Regions from separate parts of the Mustela erminea genome. Here region 2 is linked to region 1. A link is a contact called in public Hi-C data. All regions are on one chromosome and are shown on one strand. The core of a region is the stretch at or near the end of the contact, and the rest is flanking DNA. Distances in the headings are between cores, read along the strand shown.

Region 1 (6,366 bases), core at 3,609-6,108:
ATGGGAAAGGGGACTATGAAAGAGGTGCTTGCTCTCCAAAGCCAACTAAACAGGAATAAAAATCAACAAATCATAGCCAAAAACACCTGAATACCAACCAAGTGCTAAGAACTACTAGGCGACTTTAAATAAAATCATCTCACTTAATCCTCAACCTCATAAGCTACATGTTAACCCATCTCTCAAATGAAGAAAACTGTAAGGTTTCAGAATTCTTCTGAATTTACAAAATGCCTATAACATGCCAGGCACTATTATCCTAGCACTGGAAATACTGTACTTCAAGTGAGACATTAAGTTGCCTACTCTCTTGGAGCTTATGTTAAAGGGAAGGAAAGAGAGAAGGGAAATACCCTACAAGATGGTATGTTAAGAGGTGGAGAGAAGACTACAAAGGTGGGTCTCTGGGCCTTAAAAGGTTAACATTAAACATTAAAGCTAAAGACAAGGTACACTGCAAAGTTACACAGAAAGAAGAGCATTCTAGACCGAAGACACAAACTTGGCAAATTCAGGACAGAAAGACCAGTAATAAAGTTGAGGCACTCTGATCATGGAGAGTATAGGAGTTAAGGTGAACAGGCAGGAATGGACCAGATCAAATTACATCTAGAAAGCAGGCCAGAATAGAAAAAAAGAGTAGATTTTATTATAACGGCAATGGGAAGGCTCTGCAACAATCATGGAAGTCACCACCAGATTTACATTTTAAAATGGGGCTGTGCATAGCATGGACAATATGGAGAGGACAACAAGGAGATAAATTAGAAGGTTGAGGTTCAATATAATGGTTACCTGGAAAAGTAGTAGCAATGAAGTTGGAAAAAAGAGGCAAAGTGAGAATCAGATGTAGAAGTGCAGTCAATAGCACTTGTTCATAGGTTGTTGGTGGGGAGCAGAGAGAAGGCGGGAGGGAAGAGAGCGGGGCACTTCGACAGTGTCCCTGAAGTCTCAGTTTTGGGCTCAAGCTTCTGGGAGATGTGCAAGTTTGGGACAGTAAAGAAGAGATTTCTTTGCCCTTTCAGGTTGCCCATGGTTAGAATACAAATGGTTAATCCAGAATTTGACCCAGATCTCTTGATTCCAGTTCCTGCACTCTCTCCAGTGCCCTGACAGGTGCTTGATGTGGCCATAACCTATATATAGAATTCAAAATGCCAAATCAATCTTCCCTTTATTACAACCAAGACTGCTAAGAGACTGTTAAAAAAAAAGTGTAAAAAGAGAGGGAATAAATTGCTTTATATGTTTTTATCCAATTGATTCACCAACCAGTGAGAAATATTAAGAGAATAAATCAGGCCATATTTATTACTTCTTGTTAAGAAAGTCTTTTATGCAAGAATACATTATGATCAGCTAGAACACAAGTGATGAAAAGAACAGAGTTCAACAAAATACTCAAGCTCAAGCCCCCCAAAATGGTTTCTTTAGATTACCCTATCAAGCATATTTGAGCCAAGTTTTCATTTTAGCAGTTTCTGGGAGTTTGGCTTCCAGATTTCTGTAAACAATCACTGCTATTCACATCTTTAATAATCCTAAAAATAATATCCTAATACTATTATTACAACAGACTAGGTTCAAAAATCCTGACTTGACCATTAACTAGGTGCTCACCACTGGAAAAGTTACTACCTTAATCTCTTTCAGCTTCAATTTCCACAGGTATAAAATAAGGCTATCAGTAATGGTACTTACAGGTTTAAGGTTACATGAACTAATGAATGTAAACAGCATTTTGCACACGGTACATTCAAACATCAGCTATCATTATTGGTAACTGGTTTGTGACCGTTTTTCCTGCAGGTCATCTAATCTTGCTTCAAATGATTCTTTTAAGAATAAGTAATTCCAATAGAAAATTAATCAGCATTATAAATGCATAATAAAATGACTGGAATTTTGCTTTTTAATACTCCGAAAAGAAACACCTGGGTGACTCAATCAGTTGAGCATCTTTCACTCATGGCATTATCCCAAGATCCTGGGAACTGAGCCTTCAGCAGGGAGTCTGCTTCGCCCTCTCCCTCTGCCCCTCAGGCTCGCTCTTTCATTCACCCTCTCAAATAAATAAAATCTTTAAAATAAAAATACAATACTCCCCAAAAAAGTAAATAATTAAAATTGGTAAACGCTGACAATTACTAAACCTGTATGATGAAAGCACAGGAGCTCACTATTGTTTCTACTTTTGTCCTTGAAAATTTCCATAATTAAAAACTTTTGAAAAATGACAGGTTTAGTCACAAGTTTTGTCCAGCCTGTCATCCAGCTTTAAAACAAAACAAAACCAAACCAGCAAGGGACTGAGAAAAATGCCTGCATTCTAGACCAGACTGAGCCACTCCTTGGCTCATGTGGCCTTAAAATGCTCTACCTTTTTGGTGTCTACCTAAGTGTAGAAATACTGGATCAAGTTTGAGAACTCCACAAAATAATACACAAGAATTATTACTACCTTAACGTTTCTAGATTACTTTTTTTCTGTCCTGGAGTCAAATAAAATATTAATGTTTAAGATTCTGAGATAACAGGGGCGCCTGGGTGGCTCAGTGGGTTAAGCCACTGCCTTCCGCTCCGGTCATGATCTCAGAGTCCTGGGATCGAGCCCCGGATCGGGCTTTCTGCTCAGCGGGGAGCCTGCTTCCTCCTCTCTCTCTGCCTGCCTCTCTGCCTGCTTGTGATCTCTGTTTGTCAAATAAATAAATAAAATCTTAAAAAAAAAAAAAAAAGATTCTGAGATAACACTAAATGACCACTGTCTAAGAATCTGGATGTGAAGAAGGAACAAATTCATAACCTAAAAGTGTAACGTAAACATTTATACTTACTATCCAGAGATATACTGGGCTTCCTGATTCCCTTATCTACATCTTTGTTCATTAATAAATCAGTGTAAATTACAAAGAATTCAGCTAGTGTTCAACTAAGGATTTTGAATGTAGTTTCTGGAAACTCCCAATCCAAAGTTCTATACAGAACTGAAAAGACTTTCTCTATTTCTACAAGTCTTCTCATCACACAGTTAAATCTAATAGAGGTAGATGAATTCAATAAACTCACGTAGACCTAAGTCTTTCAGGTGGTTTTTAGAGATCTGTCTCTTGAGTCCTAAAATATTACTGTTCTTACAAAAAAAGAAAAATCTCCTAGGCTACCAATTATCTGAATGAAGGGGGATTCCAATGTTTATTACCACAACGTTAGTGAAAACACAGTATCCTTAAAACAAAATGGCTATGAGCCATCAGTACATAAACTTTGGGTTGTTCACCATGAGTTATTTTAGACACATAATACTTCTTATAGAATTATTTACCCTAAATTGGCTAGAATCACATAAAAATGCTGATAAACTTGTAGCGGTTTTTCCTATGTAATGAATCTCTACTGTCGAAACAGTAGCCCAACCATTCCAACTAGAGTCTAACTGGAACGAGAATTTACACGAGGATTAAGGAATTCTGGTTTCCTTTTTAATATCCACAATAAATGAAAAGGCACTGCTCCAATAACATGTGTCTTAAGTAACTAATCTCTTTACGTTAGTTTTGGTCACATCTACTTTCAACTTTAGCCTTTTTTCAGCCTAAAACGTTAAAAAAAAAAACTGACATAGGAAAGTGGTTGCTACTACTACTGCTTGATTCTGATAAGATAAATCTTAATGTGAAGAAAGCCAACTTACGGACTTAAAGTGAGAGCCAAGTCCCTAACCTTAACTCGCCACTCCCCCCCCATTACCCCCACTGTCATATCATGGTTTCAATATCTGACTCGAAATAAAGACCTGAATCACTTGCCAAAAGGATGTGGTCTCGCGGGTACTACTCAAAGACTGCCTTTTGGACCCGGGTAAGGGGGCGGGGGAGAAACAACAAGGCTACTCTTCGATCCATCAGCTAAGGCCTGCTCTCTAGGCTAGGAACCGGTAACCAGGCACAACTCTGAGAGTCGAGCGCACACGTTCGCTTCAAAACAAAGTGGGTTGCCAGGGGGATCCGAGATTAACCTCGGAGAAAACCATCCCGCGACGCCGGAGGCGGATGCCCGCGTCAGAGACGAGGGACAACAGAACACGTTCTTAGTAACAAAAAAAAACAAAAATCAAAAAACAAAAAACAAAAAAACCGGGGCCTAAACCGACGAGCAGCGTGAAGCCGGAAAAAAGGAATTTAAAGACCACGTGAAAACGGGTCAACCTACCCAACGCACTTTGCTTCAGGTCATAGTTGTTTTGTGGAAGCCCCAAAGCCTGGAAGAAAGGTGGCGCTCCCAGCCAATGAGAAGCGAACACAAGCTGCACCTCCACCGGCCTCAGCAGCCGTAGGCGGAGAACGGAGGAAGCGCGCGTGCGCCGGGAGAGCTTTCAGTCGGGCGCGCGCAAGAGTCCGGGCCGAGGAAATGGGGGAAGGGTGGAAGAGGGAGGTATGCGCACGCGCACGGGAAGGCCGCGCGGTCTCTGGGTTTCGAGCCAGGTTCGTAACCGCGCGCGCGCGCACCGTTCTCGCTGCTCACCCCACCCCCCACCTTTCCGACCTGTAGTGCCCCGAAAACCTGAGGGAATCTGATGGGAGAAACGCATAAATAACGGCGAAAGGGTCTCCTGGGTCCTCCTGTAGCCGCCAACCCGTCACTACCCACAAAAGATTCAACAATATTCACTCATCCTCGGGATTTGCTGCCCTTCGAGTGATTTGAATGCAGCATGAGGCCTACCTGAAACGCCGAAAGCACCGTTCCCGGGACTTATCTCCGTTGTAACTACACAGCGGCCATTTCCCGACTCGAGAACGGGAGAAAACCATAGAGGTATCTTCGACGCGCTAGCCCGCCTCCGTCACTTCCGATTTGGGGCGTGGCCGCCAGTGCCGCTAAATATCTGGACTAGCCCCGCCCACCCTTCCGCCCTAAACTGGCTCCTCAGCTATTAAGATGTTGCCGGAGGCTTTCTGGGAAGTCTCGTGGTAGGTCTCGCGCGATGATCTGGTGGCTCCGCCCTCCGGCCTAGAGCTGCCGCCTCTGAGGTGGTGACAGTAGATGGTGGGCGGGGTGTTTTGTTAGGCCTTGAGGTCTCCTGGCCACAAGGTGGAATTCGCGGGAGTCTCTACCTAGCTTTGAAGGTGCTCCGTGGACCTCTCTGTCGGCCCCGCTTGTTGCTTGTTTGGTCTATTCATACTGTGGCGCCGACGCGGACCAAAAGCAGAAAGCCAGTCTGACGCCGAGGAAAGACAAGGAGGCTAGAGGGCTGTTGGCACACCGAGTCTCCCTTCGCCAGCAAGCGCCGAGTTTCTTCTCGGACGCCTTAACTGGAAACTTGGAAGTGTCAATTTTGCTTTGATGTAAAATGTGCCAAACGCCCTTCGATTGTTGAAAAATGGCCACGAGCTAAGTCCCCTTCCAGAGTAGCGTCAGACCAACTCTGTTACCCGTAACAGAGTTCGAACCACAGAGCTCCGAGCAGCTTGGGCTGTCCTGCTTTGCATCAGAAGCCGGTGCTCCTTTCCTCCCGACGCTGCTAAAGCATTACCACTTAGGCACCCTGGAATGTTGGCGTAGGCATAAAAATAATACAGAGCACGAAGCATAACGATCATTTGTGCCGGCCGAGAAACAGCCCAATATAGCTTGGTCTGCCAGAAATATAAGTCAGATTATAAATAGGCAAGCCGCGTTTGATTGGGACAGAATTTCAAATAAAAGCCATCGTGCATTTTCTATTAATACTTGTCTGGGCTGCACTTTCTTCCTTAGGCCCTGAAACCGTTATTACTTTGATGTTTAGGGACTTAAACTACCTTAAAGGATTTCAAAGTTATAATTAGCAAAGCATCTTGTGTCAATTAAATCCAGTGTTGGGCCCTAGTTGTGAATTTAACACTGTGCTTAGGGCATTCTCTCACAATCCGATTTGCCAGCTCAACTAAAAAAAAATAACCTCATTTTCATGGAATAAATTCTCATTTTTCTCTCGCTGTACAGCCTGCCCCTAACCCTACCACCACCACCACCATCCCAATGTGGAAAAAGTAATCTTTGGCCTATGTGGTGCACCGACAAGTCCCAAGCATTTTGTAGGTGCTCAGTATTTGTTGAATGGGTGAACTATATTAAAAGAAAAAAACCTAAACTTTGATAGCTCAATATAACTCTACTATTCTTCATGGGGGGAGGGGGAGTGGAAAGTTGTTGAAAGGTTTTAATCAGAGGTATGACATCTATTTAAGAAAGATCTTTAAGTTGCTATGTGAGAAATGGTTGACACTGGGCAAGAGATCAGTTAGGATGTTGTTTAGTAATTTAAGTGAGGTAATGATCATGCTGAGAAAAGGAAAAATTGTAAATATATTTTAGAAATGGCAT
Region 2 (6,724 bases), core at 3,238-5,737, 690 kb before region 1:
ATGTGATGATTTGTCCACTACCTCATCAGGTTTATACCAATAAAGCTAAATTCTCTTATCCAGTCTTATGTATATGACTTAAAGTACATATGATTAGTTTAGGGTCTGAAGAAAAGTAAAGAAAACTGGATCATATTTGAATAAAATATGTATATGAAACAAAAAACTTTTAAAAATCTTGAAAGGCAATATATATGTACTTAATATGTTAATGTACTTTAAAAAGTGTTTTAGGGCGCCTGGGTGGCTCAGTGGGTTAAGCCGCTGCCTTCAGCTCGCGTCATGATCTCAGGGTCCTGGGATCAAGTCCCACATCGGGCTCTCTGCTCAGCAGGGAGCCTGCTTTCTCCTCTCTCTCTTTCTCTGCCTGCTTCTCTGCCTACTTGTGATCTCTCTCTGTCAAATAAATAAATAAAATCTTTAAAAAAAAAAAAGTGTTTTAAGTGAAAAATAAACATTTCAATGTACTTTTAAGAAAACAAACTCCACCCAAGAATTGACTTTCCCAAGAGCATACACTATTAGATTAGTAAAATATGTTTGTAGGTAGCATATTCACAGACAATGCATTTAGACACTTTTGTACCTGCCACTAAAAATGTTGCAGTAGTAAAGGTTAAGCATAAGCATTTGTACTATCTTCCTCAAATATAATGGGTGTGTATTATTACATATCAAAACCAGGGATAAACTCAGGATATGTATTCCTAAATTTCCAATTTTACTTAAAGATGAGGGTGTATGTCCAAAACAAACATATTAATGTCCACATTAGAATACAATATTCACACATTTTTAAGAATAAAGCAGAAGACTGTAAAAAAAAAAAAAAAAAAACAGAATTTGAGTTGGCTGAGCGATTATCTGTTAAAGCTCCAGATCCCTGGGGATCCACATTCTGGTTCCTCTAATATCATGGGTACTCTGGACAGAAAAGTCTGAGAAAAAAAGGCTAAAAAGGTAAGAATGATTATACACATATACCTAATTATATGGGTTAAGTCATATAACAATTTTCTGGTACACAGACAAAATAGATAGAACTAAATTCACACAGTAAAGACTCCTGTGCTTTATGGATGGGAGCCTGAATGTATTCTTCCTAGTAGATACACACCTAAGAAGTATTGGTCATCTACTTTCCAATCTATCCCAAATTATTAAAGAGAGAAGATGTAAGCCTAAGTGTATCAGAAATTGAAACCTGAAAGCACGTAAGTAGAAAAAATATAAACCAAAGGATGACTTTTTATATATTCCGTGGTCATTCAATATATAGGAAAACAGCTGAACTATATGACTATGAGTTACTAAGAAAAGTGACTTACTTATATTCAGCTTGATTTGCTTACCATTAAACAAAAAAATTATAGTACTTATGGTATTTTAGACATTTCAGAAAGATTAAAAACTACTGACAGTGCAGGACAAAGAGTCAAGGATGATTCTCATTTTCTGCAAATACAATACTTAGGCCAGTAGTATCATTTTTTGGAATACAGGACAAGTATAATGGATAAGTTTAAAACCCAAGTCCTGGAATTAGTCTCAAATAGTTAATTGTGTGACCTCAGGCATTTGTTTCCTCATCTGTAAAATCAGTCTACCAGTATATATTCAAAAGGTTGTTATAAGGGTCAAATGATTTAAAATAATGTCTTAAAAACAAACAAACAAACCAGTGAACATCTGTTACAACTGTAATACTGTAATAGATACTTCTTATGGGTACACTCGGTGAGCTTAGTGGGGCCTGTTGAGCTGGGTATCTGAGGGGAACTAGCCAGCTATAAGCACTGGCTCAGTGTCACACCCCTAGATTCAAATCCCAGTTCTACTTGCCAGTAAATTAACTTCTGGACCTCGATTTCCTAATCTTTCAAAAGAGAATAACAATAATAAATCACTCATAAAGTTTTTGTACAGGTTAAGTGAGAATATGCAAATAAAACAGCACAATGCCTGGAACATGGCAAGCCCTTTGAAAATGACAGCTATTACCACTGTATATATACATACATGTTTATGCATATAATCAGGTTGTTTGGTAGGCATTAGAATATAGTAATCCAGCAAGGAGGCAAAAGATTTGAGAACTAGGGTTTATATCTGTGGTGGTTTCAGGGAAAAAGTTCCAAAGACAGAATTCTGGAAGCCCAAAAATAAAGCAAAAGTACATCAAAGAGAGAGGTGAAAGCTCGAAGAGAGAGGTAACCAAGGGAAAGAAGTTTGTTGTTGTTATTGTTAGAGAGAGACAGAAAGAGACAGAGCAAGTGGTGGAGGGGAGAGAGAGCAAGCAAGGTGCAGAAGGAGAAGGAGAGACAATTTCAGGCTGGCGCCATGCTAGATTTTAGGACCCTGAAATCATGACCTGAGCGGGTATCAGGAGTCAGATGCTTAAGCAACTGAGCCTCCAAGTGCCCTCCAAAGAAAAAGAAGTTTAAGAAAGAAGTTTTCTATCACTGTGTGGTACCAAGTTGTAGAGTGTCCACTGGATCTACAGTCCAGTCAGCAAGTCACATGTTTGCAAAGCTGTTTGTGAAGGGGTGGAAATCTGGTGGCAACAGGTGGAGAGATGAATGGGAGGTGAGACCCATAGAAGAAACATGTGGCTAATCCTTTCCACGATTCTGCTTCCTACTGACTTCCCTCACCCTCAAAGGCAGGGACATGATACAGCAGCTTTGAGGGATAAAAAAAACTATGGAAAGATTTTACTTTTTTTCTTAAGATTGTTTCCATGCTTCTATCACCTTATCCTTTTAAAAAATAAATCATCCTCTTCATTGCAAGCAGAAAAAATGTACTAAAATACAAATGCAATGGTATCATTTGTTTAAATCTCTTCACTAGATTTCAGTCACTTACTGGAAAAAAACTGGAAGTCCATACCACTGGCGGGGGGGTCAAGGCTATTTATGAAATGACTCATTCTCCAGCCACAGTTCCACACACATTCTGAATTCTAACCATGTGAAATACTTATAGGCTCTCAATTGTGCCAAATGCCTTCCTGCCTTTATACCATTACACACCCACCTCTCTCTCCTGAGATATGCCCTTCTTCTGTCACTCCAACAAACTCTTAACTATCCTTTAATGCTAAATGCAGACTGTATCTTCTCTGGGAGCACTCTAACCTCAAGGGGCGGTTAAATACTTTTCTGTGCTCCCACAGTGCCTTGAGCTCCATACCTCCCTCTCTACTTCAGTCCTTTATTTTCACCCTGGTAGAATGTTTTATGACCCAGGAAATTAAAATGGTACCTACTTTATTGTAAGGAGAAAAGGAAATGCTGAAAAGCAAAGTGATCAGCACAGTGGCTGGCACACTGTAGGTGCTCAATAAAATAACTTTATATCTATTATTATAGCACTAAATATAAGTGTGCAATAAAATAAAATACATCAATACAATACATAATGTAGTGACATTATTTACTATTACTTAGTAGTTCAATGCACAGTTGAACAAACACTAATACTACTTAATATGGCAAATACATTACAGAAATAATCATTTCCAAACAATTTGTCCCATAGCAAATACATTATAGAATTAATGACTAATATTTGATTAGTAACATCATTGGCAAAAACAAGGTCAAACTTAAAATGACATCCCTGAGCCTCATATATATGTTTTTTTTTAAGATTTTATTTATTTATCAGAGAGAGAGAGAGAGAGAGCGCGCAAGCACAGGCAGACAGAATGGCAGGCAGAGGCAGAGGGAGAAGCAGGCTCCCTCCCGAGCAAGGAGCCCGATGTGGGACTCGATCCCAGGACTCTGGGATCATGACCTGAGCCGAAGGCAGCTGCTTAACCAACTGAGCCACCCAGGCGTCCCTATACGATTATTTTAAAGATGCTCCCTCACAAACCCTTTTATAAGAGACGCTGAGAAATACTCACTACGAAAATTAACAATACATTTCATCTCATTTTTCTTTTTCTCTAAACATCTGATTACCGGCCAATAAATGTCTAAAGATCAAAGGGAGAAGCAGCAGAGGCTTAGATAATTCACCCTTTAGCTGAATTTTATAGCATAGGAAAAAAAGAAACTAACGAAAACCCTGTATACATAATTGAACTGATAAATCAAGATACTCTCCATAAACAAACAAAATTCTAAATATGGTTTTAAAAACTTTTGGTATTCGGATTTTTCAAATACTTTTTGAAATTTCCCAGAGTTCTCAGAACGAGCAATCTATTCCTTGAAACTCCAAGCAGTAACAGCAAAATAAATAATGCAACAGGTGAAAGAAATTGTTAGCATCCTTTTCTCAAAAAAAGTAAAAGCCACACACTGCAGTTTGTTTCCACAGTACTGCTGAAATACACCACAGCCACTGGTAGCGATTCTAAATAGTGCACTCTTTTTTCTGTTTGTAAACAGATCGACATGACTCTTACAAACGTTAACATACTTATCACTTTTTCTCGGATGTAATTAAGAAGGCATTTCACAGGTTCGAGGTTCAGCACCAAGCTGACACCCTACAAGGAAATAAACGTATTTAGTGCGTGTCTGAGTTACATGCTTTTAAGCCAGAATCCGGAATGGGAAAGGCAGAGGTTGCCTTTCCTCCACGGCGGATCTGGGCACCGCGCCGAGGCCTCAGGAGACAGGAGCCCAGGGAAGGGAGCGGGAAAAGTACTTAGAGCTGTTCATTAGGAACTATCTCCCAGGGCTCCAAGGCACTGGGCGGGTCAGCCCGCGGTGGCGCCGCACCGCCCCCGTCCCGCCCCCCAGCGCGCCGCCTCCGCGCTCTCGGACCTGACCAATACCCCCCTAGCCACCGCCCCCTCTGAGAGGGCCCAGTCAGGCCAAGAACCCGGCCCGGGCTCCCGCCACCAGCAGGCCTGCAGCGTACTCACCGAGAACAGAGTCCGGAGCGGCCGACAGTCCGTCCCGCCGGAGCCGACACTGGGACTGTGCGAAGCGGATCCCTGCGCCGCCGGGGGCGCGAGCCGGGAGCCAGGCACCCGCGTAGCCACCCTAGCCGCCAGCCACTCCGGCTCTGAGAGCCCACCGGGTGGTGCAGTACGGGCGCCGCCCGCTGACGTCAGAGCCTGCCTACGCCGCCGTTCCCACGACAACCGATGCGGCCCGAGCTCCCGGCCTGGACCGCTGCGGGGCCTCGACGTCCCTCCACGGCCCCGCCCCCGCGCCGCCGACTCCGGGGCCCGGAGCTGCGGCAGTGTCGTGCTTGCGGAGGTGGTGCGCGCGCCGCACCCGCGGGCCTTCAGACTGCGGTCGGGCACGCGCTCCGGCGGCCGCGCGCGGGACTCCTCGTGCGCGTGTAGGAAGCGCGACGCCGCGGTCCTCCGGAGAAAGAATTTCCCGTACCCTAGCGCCAGGGAGACCTGCGAATACGTAGGGTCTGAGCCCGTCCGGTCGTCACCGCCGAGAAAGTGTTTTCAGAACTGGAGCCAGCGCTGGAGAAAAAAACCAGAGGGGCCAGAGATAGGGAGGCTGTCGTGGAACCCGCCAAGGCCGAGAAGCGTGAATGAGGCAAAGCAGCAGGCACGCCACCTCCCAAGCGATCGCGCCCACAAAATGAAACATCCCTTTAAACGCGGAGAATAGAGTTGTACTGTAGACCAAACCTTAAAGAAAAAAATGTTCGTAATTCGTGTGGCGCTGAGTTATCACACCAAATGTTTAAAGCAAAACAACAAAACAAAACAAAAAAACTCCTCATTTTTTCCATACCCAGTTCTCCCTCCCACTTTCTAATTTTTGCCACAGGCGCCATTTTTACCTCTGAGTCACCAGGGATGGAAAAATATGAGACAGGTTCCTCCCCAACTCTTGAATTTCCTGCAGTTGCGGTCATACACTGCACCATAACCTGTTGCTTAGTTTGCAAAGTGAGAGTGTTAGCATGTTTCTTCAGAGGCCATCTTTTCTATTCGTATTAGCAAAACCACACTTTACAAAACATATTTCATTTTCTTTCTACAAATCCTATGAGAATTCAGTGAGAAAAACCATCAATCCAAAGCATCTTAAACCGTTCAATTTTTCACCCTAGAACCTACTCCTGTTTCTGGATTTCTATTTTGGTTTAAGCAACCATCATCCTCCCCGTGTTGTAAATGCCTATAGAGCATCCTAAATGCCTCTTAGACCAAATTATATCCATTTTCCTATCTACTGTCTACTAGTGTATAGCCTATCTATCCATCTTAACTGGGGCTGCCTCATGCCAGCTTTCATTACTTCTAACTATTCTTGTGAGAGGCTTCTTTGCCAGTCTCCTGATTCCAGGTTTGATTCCATAATGCCATCCTCCATACTGCTACCAGAATGACCTCACTAAACATGTAAATCTGATAATGCCACTGTCCTGAAAATTCTTCAAAGGATTATCTGTAAGAGAAAATTTAGTTACTTTGCCTAAGATATAAGATACTCCATCTGCCTGACTAGTTTCTTCTCTCATTGTCTCTTTTCAGTGTTATGCTTCGGTAATATTAAATTATGTGTACTGTGCAAAACAGTCCATACCGTCTCATGTCCCCTTTCTTGTACCTATTGTCTCCTCTCTCTGAAAAATCTCTTCTTGTAAACTCCTACACCTCCATATGTCTACCCAAATGTAGTCTATACTTTGAATCCATCTATTTCGTTTTTTCCCTAGGGCCCTCAGCTAAAGAGATGTAAGGAGCAATGAGCAGATAGTGCTTAGATCTTGGTTTCTAAACACCATT

Evidence for each region. Hi-C and Micro-C count contacts between places; a contact is called where the count stands out from the background.
Region 2: a Hi-C map of skeletal muscle shows a contact between it and region 1, with 17 times the contacts expected there. The contact joins the promoter of AHI1 here to the promoter of BCLAF1 in region 1. A contact is called at or near these places in 2 of 3 Hi-C or Micro-C datasets (skeletal muscle and spleen).

What each region holds. Positions count from the first base shown.
Region 1 is chr4:65,324,322-65,330,687 of mMusErm1.Pri, reverse strand. It overlaps BCLAF1 (bcl-2-associated transcription factor 1), which reads right to left and starts at 4,858. Exons shown (of 14, transcript XR_004284935.1): 1 at 4,723-4,858.
Region 2 is chr4:66,012,426-66,019,149 of mMusErm1.Pri, reverse strand. It overlaps AHI1 (jouberin), which reads right to left and starts at 4,487. Exons shown (of 24, transcript XM_032339440.1): 1 at 4,442-4,487.